Regions from separate parts of the Mus musculus genome. Here all the other regions are linked to region 3. Evidence: chromatin contacts called from public Hi-C, HiChIP or PLAC-seq and Micro-C data. All regions are on one chromosome and are shown on one strand. Each heading gives the region's core, a stretch centred on a gene start, on an enhancer-like site or on the middle of the called end of the contact. The rest is flanking DNA. Distances are from core to core; before and after follow the strand shown. Region 1 overlaps Cfap61 (cilia and flagella associated protein 61). Region 2 overlaps Cfap61 (cilia and flagella associated protein 61). Region 3 holds the start of Insm1 (insulinoma-associated 1). Region 4 overlaps Cfap61 (cilia and flagella associated protein 61). Region 5 overlaps Cfap61 (cilia and flagella associated protein 61).

Evidence for each region. A called contact is a pair of places that touch in the nucleus more often than the background predicts. HiChIP or PLAC-seq counts read pairs in DNA pulled down with a chosen protein or histone mark.
Region 1: a contact with region 3 is called in a Hi-C map of cerebellum, with 2.5 times the contacts expected there. The contact joins the enhancer-like site here to the promoter of Insm1 in region 3. A contact is called at or near these places in 11 of 39 promoter capture datasets (the 3T3-L1 cell line, 3T3-L1-derived adipocytes, the C10 cell line and 4 more), 1 of 15 datasets of contacts at CTCF or cohesin (pro-B cells), 25 of 484 Hi-C or Micro-C datasets (the AtT-20 cell line, B cells, the N1E-115 cell line and 10 more), 13 of 115 datasets of contacts at active chromatin or transcription factors (embryonic basal ganglia, embryonic forebrain, embryonic hindbrain and 6 more) and 4 of 9 other capture datasets (adipose tissue, embryonic stem cells, liver and 1 more).
Region 2: a contact with region 3 is called in a FOXA1 HiChIP or PLAC-seq map of pancreatic cancer cells. The contact joins the enhancer-like site here to the promoter of Insm1 in region 3. A contact is called at or near these places in 1 of 39 promoter capture datasets (the C10 cell line), 4 of 115 datasets of contacts at active chromatin or transcription factors (embryonic forebrain, embryonic stem cells, neural tube and 1 more) and 2 of 9 other capture datasets (adipose tissue and pancreatic islet).
Region 4: a Hi-C map of cerebellum shows a contact between it and region 3, with 2.0 times the contacts expected there. The contact joins the enhancer-like site here to the promoter of Insm1 in region 3. A contact is called at or near these places in 9 of 39 promoter capture datasets (3T3-L1-derived adipocytes, the C10 cell line, the HPC-7 cell line and 4 more), 16 of 484 Hi-C or Micro-C datasets (the AML12 cell line, the G1E-ER4 cell line, bone marrow-derived macrophages and 10 more), 12 of 115 datasets of contacts at active chromatin or transcription factors (bone marrow-derived macrophages, craniofacial prominence, embryonic basal ganglia and 9 more) and 4 of 9 other capture datasets (adipose tissue, embryonic stem cells, liver and 1 more).
Region 5: a Micro-C map of trophoblast stem cells shows a contact between it and region 3, with 2.2 times the contacts expected there. The contact joins the enhancer-like site here to the promoter of Insm1 in region 3. A contact is called at or near these places in 3 of 39 promoter capture datasets (the HPC-7 cell line, pre-B cells and trophoblast stem cells), 2 of 484 Hi-C or Micro-C datasets (the AtT-20 cell line and trophoblast stem cells), 5 of 115 datasets of contacts at active chromatin or transcription factors (differentiating embryonic stem cells, embryonic hindbrain, embryonic stem cells and 2 more) and 3 of 9 other capture datasets (adipose tissue, liver and pancreatic islet).

The regions. Positions count from the first base shown.
Region 1 is chr2:146,048,930-146,051,629 of GRCm38.p6, reverse strand. All of the region lies in intron 17 of Cfap61 (cilia and flagella associated protein 61), which reads right to left. Among named protein-coding and RNA genes, the nearest start is that of Gm34629, 49 kb to the left of the region's middle. Within about 2 kb of position 1,344, at least 9 of the 459 cell types and tissues checked have an H3K27ac peak or open chromatin away from gene starts, as enhancers often do. A contact at or near this core is called in the AtT-20 cell line, the N1E-115 cell line, cerebellum and 1 more, where this site is marked.
Region 2 is chr2:146,017,394-146,020,093 of GRCm38.p6, reverse strand. Cfap61 (cilia and flagella associated protein 61) reads right to left here. Exons shown (of 27, transcript NM_001369121.1): 13 at 2,637-2,700. Among named protein-coding and RNA genes, the nearest start is that of Gm34629, 81 kb to the left of the region's middle. Within about 2 kb of position 1,328, at least 4 of the 459 cell types and tissues checked have an H3K27ac peak or open chromatin away from gene starts, as enhancers often do. A contact at or near this core is called in pancreatic cancer cells, where this site is marked.
Region 3 is chr2:146,220,651-146,223,350 of GRCm38.p6, reverse strand. Insm1 (insulinoma-associated 1) reads right to left here and starts at 1,354. Exons shown (of 1, transcript NM_016889.3): 1 at 1-1,354. The coding sequence starts at 1,085.
Region 4 is chr2:145,970,484-145,973,183 of GRCm38.p6, reverse strand. All of the region lies in intron 7 of Cfap61 (cilia and flagella associated protein 61), which reads right to left. Among named protein-coding and RNA genes, the nearest start is that of Cfap61, 37 kb to the right of the region's middle. Within about 2 kb of position 1,348, at least 6 of the 459 cell types and tissues checked have an H3K27ac peak or open chromatin away from gene starts, as enhancers often do. A contact at or near this core is called in cerebellum, where this site is marked.
Region 5 is chr2:146,082,279-146,084,978 of GRCm38.p6, reverse strand. The region is part of intron 18 of Cfap61 (cilia and flagella associated protein 61); the gene reads right to left. Among named protein-coding and RNA genes, the nearest start is that of Gm34629, 16 kb to the left of the region's middle. Within about 2 kb of position 1,413, at least 22 of the 459 cell types and tissues checked have an H3K27ac peak or open chromatin away from gene starts, as enhancers often do. A contact at or near this core is called in trophoblast stem cells, where this site is marked.

The sequences.
Region 1 (2,700 bases), core at 95-2,594, 170 kb after region 3:
ATTCAATATAGAGCTGAATCTTGAGAAGTTTGTAATATAACCACCATATGGGATCATATTTTTCTTCTTTCCATAGCAGCTGCCACCACAATTCTGAAAGGCTTGTAACAGCATGCTGATACAACACAGAGGGAATTATAGACACCCTCCATCTATTGATGTCTCAAAACAGGCCTAGCACACCAGTCTGGCCCAGATGTCTGCTTCTCCGCAGCCTCCTCAGCCAGAGTTAGGCTGGTGCGGGATTGACACTAAGAGCAGAAACCGGCTAGAGTTGGGGGTGGGGGGTCCTGGCAAGTCTGTGGATCACATTTTTGATTAAGTGGCTGGTGTTAAAGATGTGAGGGATTAAAAAAGTTTAGTGTCAAGCTGTCTACTTTCTGTTTGCTAGTTTCCTAGAATGGCCGTGGCGTCAGATTTACACGTTAGTTAATAAACTCTGCAAGTCATGGCTAAGAGTGAGTTTAGGCAATTAGCTGCCTGGTGGGAAGATCTGTCAATAAACCAGCCTTTGAACAAGTCACCCCCACCCGACACACACACACACCCCTCTATGAGGAAGATGGTCACAACAGTAAGTGCTGGTGTGACAGGTACATAAGATGGGTTCACAGGAAACCACCAACCAGATCTCAGCAAACAGTAACCACAGGAGGGATGCCCAGCATCACTGTCTGAGGGAAAAGACTTGTGAGAGTCATGAGGACAAACCTCGGATCTAAAAGCCATTCTGATACCTGCATACACACAGCACGTTATATTTAACTAAGGAGTGTCAGAGCATTGGGGAAAATGACACAGAAGGTATATTATTTGAGAAAAAAAGAGCCCATGAAGGAATTTACACAAATTTCTCTACAATTCATAGAGGAAAGGGTTCCCCGCCATTCTAAGGAAACGTATTTCCCAGGAGTAGCATGAATGTGTAGGAAGAGGCTGAGAACAGGGCTGGAAAAGCCAACTAGACCCCTGTAGTGACTGAAAGTAGGTTTGTTTCATGTCCAGGAAACTTCACTGTGGTGATATTAATAAGGATCAATGCATAGATGGTGCTGAAAACCACAGGTTTACAATTTTAGAATCATCTCCTCAGGAGATAATAAAAAACTGTGGATTTTGGTTGGCTGGTTGGTTGGTTGGTTTCTTTGTTTGATTGTTTAAAAAAAATACTACATACTTCAACCACTACTATGACTAAGGGAAGTCTGACTACTGTCAGTGAAAGTCACCACGTTTAAGGAAGGGACTGGGAAACAATTACTCTGGGGAAAACCTAGCAGGTGCTGGGAGAATAATGCAATTTCCCAAGGCAGCAGATGCCCAAGTGCAACAGGATCCAGTAACCGTCCATCAGATGGTAATTATAGCTGGACTGGGGAAGAGCAGCCCAGATAAAAAGGGGCAATTCAAAGGGTAACTGAATGCCAGCCAGTGACATCTTTCTGAGATCACGTACCAGGAAAGGGTGGGCCAACACTTAGCTCTGGGGGTGGGGGGTTAGATACACTGCTGTTTTTTCTTGTACAAGGACAAAAGGAGATGTGGAGAAAACAAACACAGAGAAATGGAGGCCCCTAAAGAAGTTAGTTCAGATTTCAGCAGACTGTCATTACAACCAGAAGGGAAAAAAATAATAATAATAACATCGGCGCTGAACGCTCTGAAAGCATGGTTTCTCAGATGGGGATGAGAGCATACCTTCATTCTGTGACCACTCTAAATCAGGACAAAGACTATAATTAGAATAGACCATGAGAGCTCTTGTGAATGATAAACACAGTGGATTCCAAGGCGAATTTCTGGAGTTTAGCATTATAAATAATTGTTAACCGTCACAAGAGGAAGCTCAGGAAGCGCAGACACTCCAGGAACTCTACAGACAGGTCTCTACAAACTCTACAGGTCCAATCCTAGCTAGCGAGTCGCAGCTCCTACTATTCTTCCCCCTCCCTCATCCACCGCCATTAACTCTGTAAGTAAGGGGCTGGGCAGATGGCTTTACAGAGGACCTGGGTTCATTCCCCCAGTACCCCCACATGTAGGCTCCCAACTGTTTCTAAGTCCAGCTCCAGGGGATCCAGCACTCTCTTCTGGCCTTTGAAGGTACTGCAAGCATATGGTACACAGACATACATGAAGGCAAAATACCCAAATGCATGAAAGTTAAACAAAAAATTGATATATTGCCAGGTGGTGGTGGTACACGCCTTTAATCCCAGCACTTGGGAGGCAGAGGCAGGCAGATTTCTGAGTTCGAGACCAGCCTAGTTTATAAAGTGAGTTCCAGGACAGCCAGGGCTAAACAGAGAAACCCTGTCTCAAAAAAACAAAAAACAAACCAAAAAATTGATATATTGTTAAATATACTGGCAGCTTTCCCAAGAGCAGTGACAGTAACAAAGTCAACTCAAAATCCCTCTAGGGTACAGACAGGAAAGAAAAAAATGCCTTCTCCACAGACCTCCAAAGTAGGAGAAAGGCAACTTGCCCAATCTTTAATTGGTTTGTCTGCACAACGAACTCAGGCAGATAGAGAGTATTTCTCAGGATTACAGTGCTATGGTAAGCTATGGCGACCCATCTAAATGAAAGTTTGTGACAATAGCTCAGAACGTAAATGCACACGCCAAGATGGCTCATTCAAACTGGATGAGAATCTTCCAAGTCTACTGTGTGGATTATGGCCTTGACCAGGAAAGG
Region 2 (2,700 bases), core at 79-2,578, 200 kb after region 3:
TAAATCAACTGGCCTGATAGAAAGATGGAATGGCCTTTTAAGATTTATTTATTTTATTTATATGAGTACACTGTAGCTGTCTTCAGACACATCAGAAGAGGGCATCAGATCCCATTACAGATGGTTGTGAGCCAACAGGTGGTTACTGGGAATTGAACTCAGAACCTTTGGAGAGCCATCTCTCCGGCCCTGTAATGGCCTTTAGAAGACACAATTATAGTAGCAATTAGGTGGCAGCATCCTGGAGGACTGAGGCAGAGTTCTCCAGAAGGTGGTGTGTGCTTTGAATTGGTGTTCAATATATGATTTCTCCCACAGCCAGGAACAAAGGAGTGGAAAGGTGAACAGTTGCACTCTCACTCACTTCAATGAGAAACCACAAATGGCTAATCCAGATAGGATGAAAAGGAGCACAGATGCTTTGGAAATGTAGGAATGGGTTACTCCTCCAGGAAAGGAACCAGAACTTACTGAGAGTGGAGAAGATACAGGATGGGTACTAGATGAAAGCCATTAGAAATACCATCTAAGTTCATGTGACCAGTTGCAGAAATGAAGATTATAAGTGATGTGAATGTTTCTGTCATATGTTGTTAAGAATACGCTTGCACAGATATTTGTGTTCTCTTTCCTCAATATCTTTATCATCCAACGTAATATCAATTAAGAGAACATCAGTGGTTGTTATATTTAAGTTTTGAAATACCAAAAGAATGTCCCTTGAAGGACACTGTCACCTATTCTAAGAAGTTATAACACATTTGTTTATACAGTTGTATGAGGGATAACCATCTTGGGTATAAAAGTGGCATGGTTGTTGTTTACATTTGGGAATTAATCATGACATAAGGAAATATCACACATCAGGTTGAGAAAGGGTAGGCCTGTGAGAGCTATTCCTGATTGTCCATTTGATTATGTCTGGAATTAACTAAACTCAAACAGGTGGATACATCTGAGAGGGTCTTTTTTTTTCTTAATTAAATCATTTGAAATGGGAAGACTCACTTTTTATCCCAATTTTCTGAGGTGGGCAGATCCACCATCTGCTGGCAGCCTACATGTAGGACATGGGAGAAAGAAGCTCCCTCTTTGCCTGTTTGCTCTTGCTCTTACTGAGAAGTCCACTCCTTCACTAGAGCTTCTTTGGGATTCTGGCATGGACATATACTAAAAGCCAACTGTGACGTGCAGCCTTGTGCACTGAACAACTACTGGATTCTTGGACTTTCTTCCTGTAGGTAGACAGCCATTGTTGGTCTAGCTAGACCATAGCCTGTGAGCCACTTTCTACCAGTTCTGTTCCTCTAGAGAACCATGACAAATACAGGTGCTACACAGGCTGATGGGGGGGGGGAACTGTCACCAACAGCTGTACTCAGAGGTGGACCCTATATGCTATACTAGACAAGAAGTGCCAGGCAAGATGTGACTGCTAGTGCATTAGTAGCACAGCTACTGTGGGGACAAATAACTGCTTTCTGATGTGGACTTAAGGCCAACTTTACAGGATGTGACTAATGTCTGAGATGCTGGAAGGCAGGGCAAAACCCCATGGCTGTAGAAATATCACCCCCCCCCCATGGGAAAGCAACTGCTGTTTTGTTAAATGGATGTTATGTGTGCTCGTCATTTCTGATTACACTCATAGAATACTGTTACTCTCATGAGGAGAGACTTCTTTCCTTCAGTGGGTGATGGCTCTCGCCATGACTCTTAACAGCTGAGACTAAGTGGCTGTTACTGAAGTACAGTAATCCACTGCTCAATTATAAATGGAGGAAAACAACAGAACATTTATATCACCCTTCCCAAGACTTGGGGAACATTTTCAAAGATGGCAAAGAAAGAATGTGAGTGCCCAGGGAAGGAGTTGAGTGTTGTTATTCTCCACGAGGGAAGAAGGAGGCTCATTAAACTTAGCTATGGAAATGTACCAGGCTCACAGAGCTGGGAAGACTCAGAAAAGGGAGAAGATCCACAAGGCCCCTTCCCAAGGTTATACAAGCAATGAACAGTAGCTGGGAGAGAAGAGAGTCTTTCGGAAGGGCTGGCTGCAGGCTGGGCAGGAGCTCTAGGAATGGAGCTTTGGGGAGTCTTTACCCAGACTGGTTTAGGCTCTTCAATGATGCAGCTGTCTTTGAGTCACCCATGTCTCTGTAAGTCACTCTTACTCCATGTTCCTGTAAATATCCCATAAGGCTCATTGCCACCAAGCTAGATTTTGTAGGTCATTTCTTTGGCCTGCTGTTGGTGTCCTATCTGGGATGAGCAGACACACATTATTACTTTTGTTGCTATGATAAGATTCTACGGTCAAAAATGAACTATGGAAGAAAAGTATAGTTCAGCTTCTGGTTCCAGAGGGGAGAGTCGGCAATGGCAAATGAGGCATGGAAATTGTGAGATAGTGTCTTCAAGCCCACACAGAGAGATGTAGGGCAAGGCTATACATTCTCAAACCGGACCCCAGTGACATACTTCCTCCAGCAAGTTCTCTGCCTTCCAAAACCTTCTCCAAACAGCATCACCTAAGGGTTCCAATACCTGAGCCCGTGGGGAACATTTTTAGTTCAAACCAGAGCAAGACATTATCATTTCCTCGAGGAAGTGAGACAACTCAGGAGTTCACTTACCTGAGCAGCCCAGCCCGATGGAACACGTAGAGGTCGTGGTCCAGGGTGCAATTGTTGAATGGGA
Region 3 (2,700 bases), core at 105-2,604:
CCGCCAGGGCTCGGCGTGTCCCGATCGCTGCTGCCGCCGCCCGCAGCCTCGCGCGCCTCCGCCCTGGTGGCGGCTTCTGGCTCTGGCGCGCGGGCCGCCGCGGGCACCGGCCGTGGTTTGTGCCAGCGGCGGTGCGAGGCCAGGTTGGCCGGGCAGCTGAAGACCTTGGCGCACTCTGGGCAGCGGTACTCCACGCGCACGATGCGCGAGCACTTGTGCTGCGCCAGCGCGAACGGGTCAGCGTACTCCTCCTTGCACAGCTGGCAGATGAACTCGCCCAGGGGTCGGGTCGCGCCCCCCGCGCGACCCCGCGGCGCCTCCACCGGGCCCTCCTTGATCTTGAGCCCCAGAACCGGCGACGTGGTCACCTCGTCCTCGAAGTGCAGCTTGCGGATGGCCTTCGGCTTTTTGGCGCTCGGGGCCTTGGCTGCCTTGGCGGGCGGCTCTGTAGCGACAGCGGCGGGGGGCGCCGGTCGCTTGCCCGGGGGCCGCAGGGCCGCGGCGGGGGACAGTGGAGGACCGGTCCCAGGACCCCGGGCCGCCTCGGCGCCGGCGGAGAACGCAGTGCCCATCTTGAGCTCGGCGGGAGCGAAGAGCAGCGCGTCTCCGCCGCAGGTGCCGCCGCCGCCGCCGCCAGCGCCGTTGGCGCCGCTGCCTCCCCCTGCGAGCAGCGCGGCGGGCGTGGGGAAGGACTCAGCGGACACCGGCGAGCCCAGGTTGAAGCTGCGCTCGAAGTACTTGTGCTTCTCGTGCTCGCGGCTCACCGGCCGCGTGGGACTGTAGAGAGGCGCCGGGTGCGCAGCCTCGGGGTTGCCGAAGTGCGCGGCCCGCGGGCCTGGCGGGGGTGGCGGCGGCGGGCCTGGCGCGCAGGCGAGCGCGGCGGCGAGCGCAGCATGGGCGCGCTCCGCGAGCGCCGGCGGCGGAGGTGGCGGCAGCGGCCCGGGGCTGGGCACCGGGGGCTCGGCGCGGGCGCCCCCGCAGCCGGGTGACAGCAGCAGCGCCCGGTCACTGTCCTCGCCGCCGCGGACCCGGTAGGACACGGGCGTGGACTTCTTGCTGCGCTTCACCAGAAACCCGCGGGGCATGTTGGCGCGGTGAAAAGGGCGACGCACTGGTTGGGTCCCACCTCCGTGCTCGGCCCTGGCGGCCCTCAGTGACCCCAGCCCATCGCCTGCACGCGGCGGCTTCGGGACTCCCGCAGTGCCCGCGGCTGCTGGCCCGGCTCTGCGCTCCGCACGCGCGTCCCTGTCCCCGGGCCCGGGCGCCGCTCCCTTTTAACGGGGGGAGGGGGCCATTGTTCTCGCCTCCCGCTTCCCCCAGAGCCAATCAGAGCGTCCGCAGCTCCTCCGCCGACGAGGGCGGGAGGGCGACGGAGCGGCAAAAAAGGGGCCGGGACTCGAGGGTCGCCCGGTAGGTGCGGCAGATGTACCTGAGGGCGCGGGGCCCCAGCGCGCGCCCCTCGGCCGCCCCGCCCCGCCCCGCCCCGCCGCGCCCGGCGCCGCCGCCCCGCCTGGCCCAGGCACACGCCCGGCCCCGCCTCCCTTCACGGTCTGCTGCTCCTCTATGGGGAGGCGCACGTGCCTGGGCTTTGTGTGTCTCCTCCGGGGGGCGCGGAGCCGCCAAATGGGCCCGTCCATCAGCACGACAATGTGCGCCCCCCTCCCGCGCGAGGATTACCCGCGGGTCGCGAGCTAAATAGCAACAAAGGAGAAGAATGGCCCCAAATATGTCAGGAGGGTTCAATCCGCGAGCCGGAGCCCAGGGGGAAATTGGGCGCGCTGATGGGGTGGGGGCAGGGGCGACCCGAGGGCCGCGGCTGCTGCGGGAGAAGGGCGCGGGAGCTCCGCGCGTCGTATGGAAAATCATCGGCAAGGGGAACGCGCAACTCAACTCCGGACAGCCAGTGGCCCGACCGTGCTCTGGCCGCGGGAACCCGGGCTTCAGAGAGTAAACACGTTGAGCCAGCGGGCTTCGGCGGAGCGCCGGGTCTGGGCTCACGGGCTCAACCTGCCGGCGGGCCTCGAAAGCTTCTCTCGAGTTGGAGAAACTGTTGGCATAGCACGTTTTCGATCGCCCTCGGATGCGAGGCTGCATCCCTGGCCTGCTGGCTGGCTTCCAAAAGGAACTTGAATATCTGAAGTTACGTTCCTTTCCCTAATATGCCTGAAGCCGGAGGATTGGCATCTTTGCCAGGGTCGGACCCAGGCTTCAGGAGCCTCCTCGCTGTCCAGGGCGTAGGCAACGCCTGTGGAGTTGACCCAAGTGGGCCACGCACGGTGAAGTTGGTTTTCACCCTCTGCGCAGCCTCATGCATTTTCATTCTGAGCGGGCATTTTGTCTGTGGGTTGACATCAGATGCTAAATCAAGGGCTCCAATCAAGGCGCTGCGGAATAAAGCAACCGCCTGTCTGGGCGCGGGGGCCCCCCCCCCCCGGAGTCGTGCCCCCTTCACCTTTGTGAAGGAAATTAACCTCCCGCTATTGAGCGCGGGTCGCGGCCAATCTGGACGCAAAAGAGACGCGTGCTGCCGGGGGTGTGGGGAGGTGGGGGTGGCCAATCTGTCCTCAGAGGGAGCCTGCAGCCTGAGAGGACCAGCCGCTTCCTCCCGTGCCACTGGCAAGAGACAACAACGAAGGACACCCCTGGTACACACACGCCACACTAGACGCCAGATTTGGACCCAGACCCGGCAACTTGTCT
Region 4 (2,700 bases), core at 99-2,598, 250 kb after region 3:
TTTCTGAGTGACTCCTCACCACCCCCAACCCTCGCCCACCTATTCCACTCCCTCGACTGTGTGTGTGTGTGTGTGTGTGTGTGTGAGAGAGAGAGAGAGAGAGAGAGAGAGAGAGAGAGAGGGAGGGAGGGAGAGGGAGAGGGAGAGGGAGAGAGAGGTGGGGGCTTGTTTGCTTGCTTTTCTTTTTACTCAGCCATAAGCCCTGACCTTGGGTGCCTTTCTCCCTCTGCGCTTCCCACACATCACGGACAGCTCTTAGTGAAGGGGGTCATCCCTGAACCCATCAGATGAACTCCAACTTAGAGAGCAGTCACAAATTCAGGGCTCCTTGACAGAGAGAAACTCTTCACTGTCTCTTGAGTTCACTTACTGAGTACTTGACTGGTCTGAGAGGAGAAGTGAAGAAAGGTTGTTTGGTGGGAAACAGCTCAATGAAGTCTGCCCTGATCTACAAACAAAACAATGCTCAGCACACTGAGACATTGGCACCAGGTACTGAAGTTCATGCAATGCTCACCGCGATTTTACTGTATGATTGTTGACATTTTAAAAAAAGATTTATTTATTTTGTGTATTATATATATATATATATATATATATATATACATACATATATGATCTATGTGCCAGAAGAGGGCATCAGATCCCATTATAGATGGGAGCCACCATGTGGTTGCTGGTAATTAAACTCAGGACCTCTGAAAGAGCAGCCAGTGAGTGTTCTTAACCTCTGAGCCATCTCTCCAACCCAGATTTTTGACATTTTTTTTGATGAGGAACACAGGCTCTCAGGAAGCTGAGTGACTGACTGATTGACCCAGCCATTCTATTCAGGAAGTGGGCTCACTGGTACTCTGCATCACTCATTCTCGAGAAGTTACCACCTCCACACAAATGGCAGATGCTTTAACATCCTGAGTCAGGGAAGGAAGCGGCAATAGTGTTTGGATGGTACGGAAAAAGACAGTCTTTCTCCAAGACACCTTTGTGTGCTTGAAAAACAAATGGGAGATGCTTTTGATTTTCAAGCAGTCTTTTTAGAAATGAATTTTCCTTGCATATTCTTTCCTTTCCCGGACCCCTCCCCAAATGATACTTGCTATAAAAGGCTGATTTACACAGCTGCTTTATAAAGCCATTGACACTTTAATGAAAGTCCAAAACAAACATTTTAATTTTTTCCCCAAATAACAAGTAATTGTTTGTCTTGTTTGTACTCCTGAACAAAGGCTGTGTAGCTGCACTTGTCTGGCTTCTCTATAATTTCAGGCCCAAGACTCAGCAGACGCTGATTAACCAATCCATCTACCATATGTGCAGAAAGAGACGGCCAGCCTCACTCCCGGCAGGGAAAATTGGCATCCATCTTGGTTCACATGGAGATGTCCTTCTAATCTACAGCCGTGCTGGCGCAGCGAAACTTGCATGGCCTGAAATACCTTTTGCTGGCTTCATGGCGAGCTGCATGTGCATGATAAGAATGTATTATTTATAAGACCGCTGTTAGTAATGAGCTATTACACTAATGGCTCATTGTGTTGGGGATTTGATTTCAAATGGCATGGATCACACATTCTGATGAAAATGAGAAAAACATGTTTTGCCATTAGGAACAAAGATTTAGCATCTTCCAATTCCACAACCTGTTATAGTCCCATCTCTCGGCGAAGCTTGTAACAACTTACAAAAGCCCACCATCAGAGACGGCGGCAGAGCAAGAACGGATGGCGGACATGTCTCTTCTGTTCTTTGGTTTTTCTTCAAATGACTGCCTTGAGATAGACCGTTCTGAAATATCAGTTTGCGGGATGGCCATGGGCATGTTGGTGTGCATGTCCCTTTACAGTGTGCGAAGGCATTGGCTGCTGTTATTGTTCAGCGGACAGAGTTGTTTCTTGCGGTCCAAGTCTCCTCACACTGGCAGACAAAACTCGAGGTTTTTCTCTTCTTGTCTGTCCTGTGAATCTTCATGATGACACAGAGAAGGTTTAGGTCCCTGGAAAACCATCTAGGAGCTTGTCTTGTCTTCACAAATAGGTCTAACTCTCCTATACGTGAGCGCTTTAACATTTATAACTCCACCCCCAAAGCCCTAGTCAGGCATCCCTTTCTAGTGACCATATTTCACAATGAGGGTTTTTGTCCTCGTTGTGACCGTTACTGGCTTTGAGCCCCTTCTTTTGGTGCCAAGTGCACGGCTAACCTGGCAGGCTCTCTCCCGCCTGCAGGTCAGTGGTGCTTTCTCGGACCACTGCTGCCCGTGTCCTGGATGATGCCAAAACAGACGCTTTGCCCATCTGTCTCTAGGAGCCGCCTTGGCCTCCAACCGCCCTTCCTTGAAATCTCAGCTTGAAGTAAACACCAGATGTCAAAGTACAGTTATGACAAGGATCCTGCAGCAAAGTCACAGCTCAAAACTCGTCCAAAGTAGCAGAGAGAACAAAGAAAGTCCTCACAGCCAACAATTCTTTAACAAGTCAGTGATCTTCCTCCTAACTCAAGCCATGCTCTGTAGCATTCTTCGTGAACAGCCTGAAACCATCCTGTACTGGATTGGGAAGAGGCACACTTGATGCACTCTGTCCTGCTACAGCTGGTCAGTAGTTGTGGCTGCCCTAATACATGGTATATGTTGGCAAACGCCAATTCAGTTTTGGGAAGAAATGCCCAGATGTGTAGTGCTTGCCAATGGTAAAATAC
Region 5 (2,700 bases), core at 164-2,663, 140 kb after region 3:
AATGAAGGAGCTAGAGAAAGTACCAAAGAAGCTAAAGGGATCTGCAACCCTATAGGTGGAACAACATTATGAACTAACCAGTACCCCGGAGCTCTTGACTCTAGCTGCATATGCATCAAAAAATGGCCTAGTCGGCCATCACTGGAAAGAGAGGCCCATTGGACACGCAAACTTTATATGCCCCAGTACAGGGGAACGCCAGGGCCATAAAAGGGGAGTGGGTGGGTAGGGGAGAGGGGGTGGGTGGCTATGGGGGACTTTTGGTATAGCATTGCAAATGTAAATGAGCGAAATACCTAATAAAAAATGGAAAAAAAAAGAATATTGGTGAGAAATAAGTAATCTGCAAAGAAACAAAGAACATGAGGGGTACTCTGGTTGATGGTATGAGTTCTGTCTACATCATCTAAGCCCACCTGTCACCAACAAATGATTCTCAAGCCACCAGCACTCCGCTGCCTCCAGAGGTCTGCCAAAGGGCTTCTTCTAAACGTGGGAGAACAGACCAGGGTGCCAATCAACAACCAGGACAGGGATGGGTGGATAACACTAGAGCATCCTCACCCCAAAGAGGGACCACTTTCAGTTGTCTCTCTCCAAGAGCCCTAGCAGGATGGGGGTGGGGTCTCAGCTTCCCAGCTGAAAAGCTTTCCTCCTTCTCTTGTCTGACGAAGCATTATGTTGCCAGACCCGAGACTATTCCCATTCCACACCCCAGGCCTTTGTGTTCAGCTCATTTGGAAGAAACACAAATCAAGACAGCAGTTGATGTTTTTGTTTCAAAATTGCACTTTTGTGGGGTCATGAAGACTACATCTTCTGCCTCCCACCCTTAACTACAAAGAAGCATCAAGAACCTATGAAACTTGTGATAGGCTAAGCCCTCCTTCAAAAAAGGCATAATAGTGACTATAAAAGGATTGCACTTTGCAGGGGGGTGGGGAGAGTATGTAACTTGGTATTCAGAGACAGGAAATACCTTTCTTGAAAGGAACAGGAATGATAACTTTAGCAAATGAAGATACTTTTATTTAATACTAATTACATTTAAATATTGGAATTGGCTTAGGAAGCCTGGTTATCATCCCTGGAGATGTCCCCGATCATTCTTTTCTGACGGCTCAGTGTTTAGTCCTTCTGCGGTGGGGCTGTGGGGCCCCTGGGAGGCTGAGCCACTGTGCTTAGCATGCTCTCCAGGTCACAGCTCCTCCCATCCCCAGCTACCAGACGGACCTCAGTACGGTCCCTGGTGATCTCTTTGTAGTTCCAACACCACAATAGGGCAAGATGCAACCTGCCCTTACATTTCTGTTTCAAGTGTCTGCCTGTTCTCTGGGCTCTAGGGAAGTTGATATGAGCATGCCTTTGCCCTGCTTTTGTTCTGGTGTGAACAAAGCAAACCAGGGGACCACACGCCCTTTCAGTTCCTGTGATAGGACAGGGCACTCACAATCAACTTGCTCATGGGGGTTGGCTCTGAGATCAGCAAGCAAGCAAGCACTATTATTAGTCACCTAATTAGTGACAGGCCACACTGAAGGTTTCAGATGTCCTCAGACAAACATAAAGAACGTAATTAGGCTGCTGGCATTAGGCTGGCTACTGCCAGTGCCCACAGCTGGGCCAGATACTGAGTGGAATTGTGTCACCTCATAACAGGGTTATGGTCACTTAAGAGTCAGAGCTGCAAAAACTTCCTGGTTCTGAGCTATTCTTTACCTCAGTTTTTTTCTACCAGATGAAGGATCAACGTCTAGACTAGGGAGCCTGAAGCTTTGTCCATTAATGGATTGTTTGGGTTTTGTTGTTGTCGTTGATGTTGTTTGCTATATCCACTCCAGTAGTGACTTGCTCAACAGGTTTAGAAACCTGGAAGCAGTCCCGAGGCGAAGAGTTTCACGGAAACTTAGTCTCCTGGAACTGTGCATCCCATAGCACGTATGCTCCAATTTTGTCCTTGTGAATGGATCTGTGTACTTCCTTTCAGTATTGCTTTGTTATAGGTGCCTCTAAGCAATGACTTGCCAAATACCTAAACAAAATCGAACTTTGCTTCCTGGCCTTCACCAATGCCCTAGGTAGTCCTTGAGCCAACCCTGGGCTTGGAATTCAGTAAGAATGTTGCCTATTCAGTGACATTCAGAATTGCCTCTAGTATTGTAAGAGAGATAGGGAAAGAAATCAAGCATTACTATCTACTGCATAGAGTTAGAAATCTCAGGGCAAGCTTAGCAAAGTAAGTTTAGAACTCTTATTATATTTATATATGGCAGACTACATTACTTATTAGTAGAAAAGTCCCCCACACTATCACTTAGAATAAAAGCCAAGTCGCTCCCATATACAGGAATTTACAGTGGTTTAGGAAGTAGATCAGGCTGTGGTTTTAGAGTATTGCATTATTCATGAGAAGGTTAGCTAGAGCGGAACTCCCTAATTAGAACCATGACTTGGGTGTGAAAGTCCTTGCCCTGGGAGTGTAAAGATCTCACACCTGGCTTCTAAGACTATAGCTGACCTTAGATAGGGCTGACTTTGTCTCAGTTGTTTTATTGCCCAGTTCCTGTCAGTCTTTGTGTTTGCATTCCTCTGTTTTGTGTTAGAGTCTTTAAGCATCCGGTAAACTCATTGTACCTTGTCGATGTGTCACCTAACTTCCCTATTCTGTATAAAAAGTTTGATGCTCAATTTGACGAATCA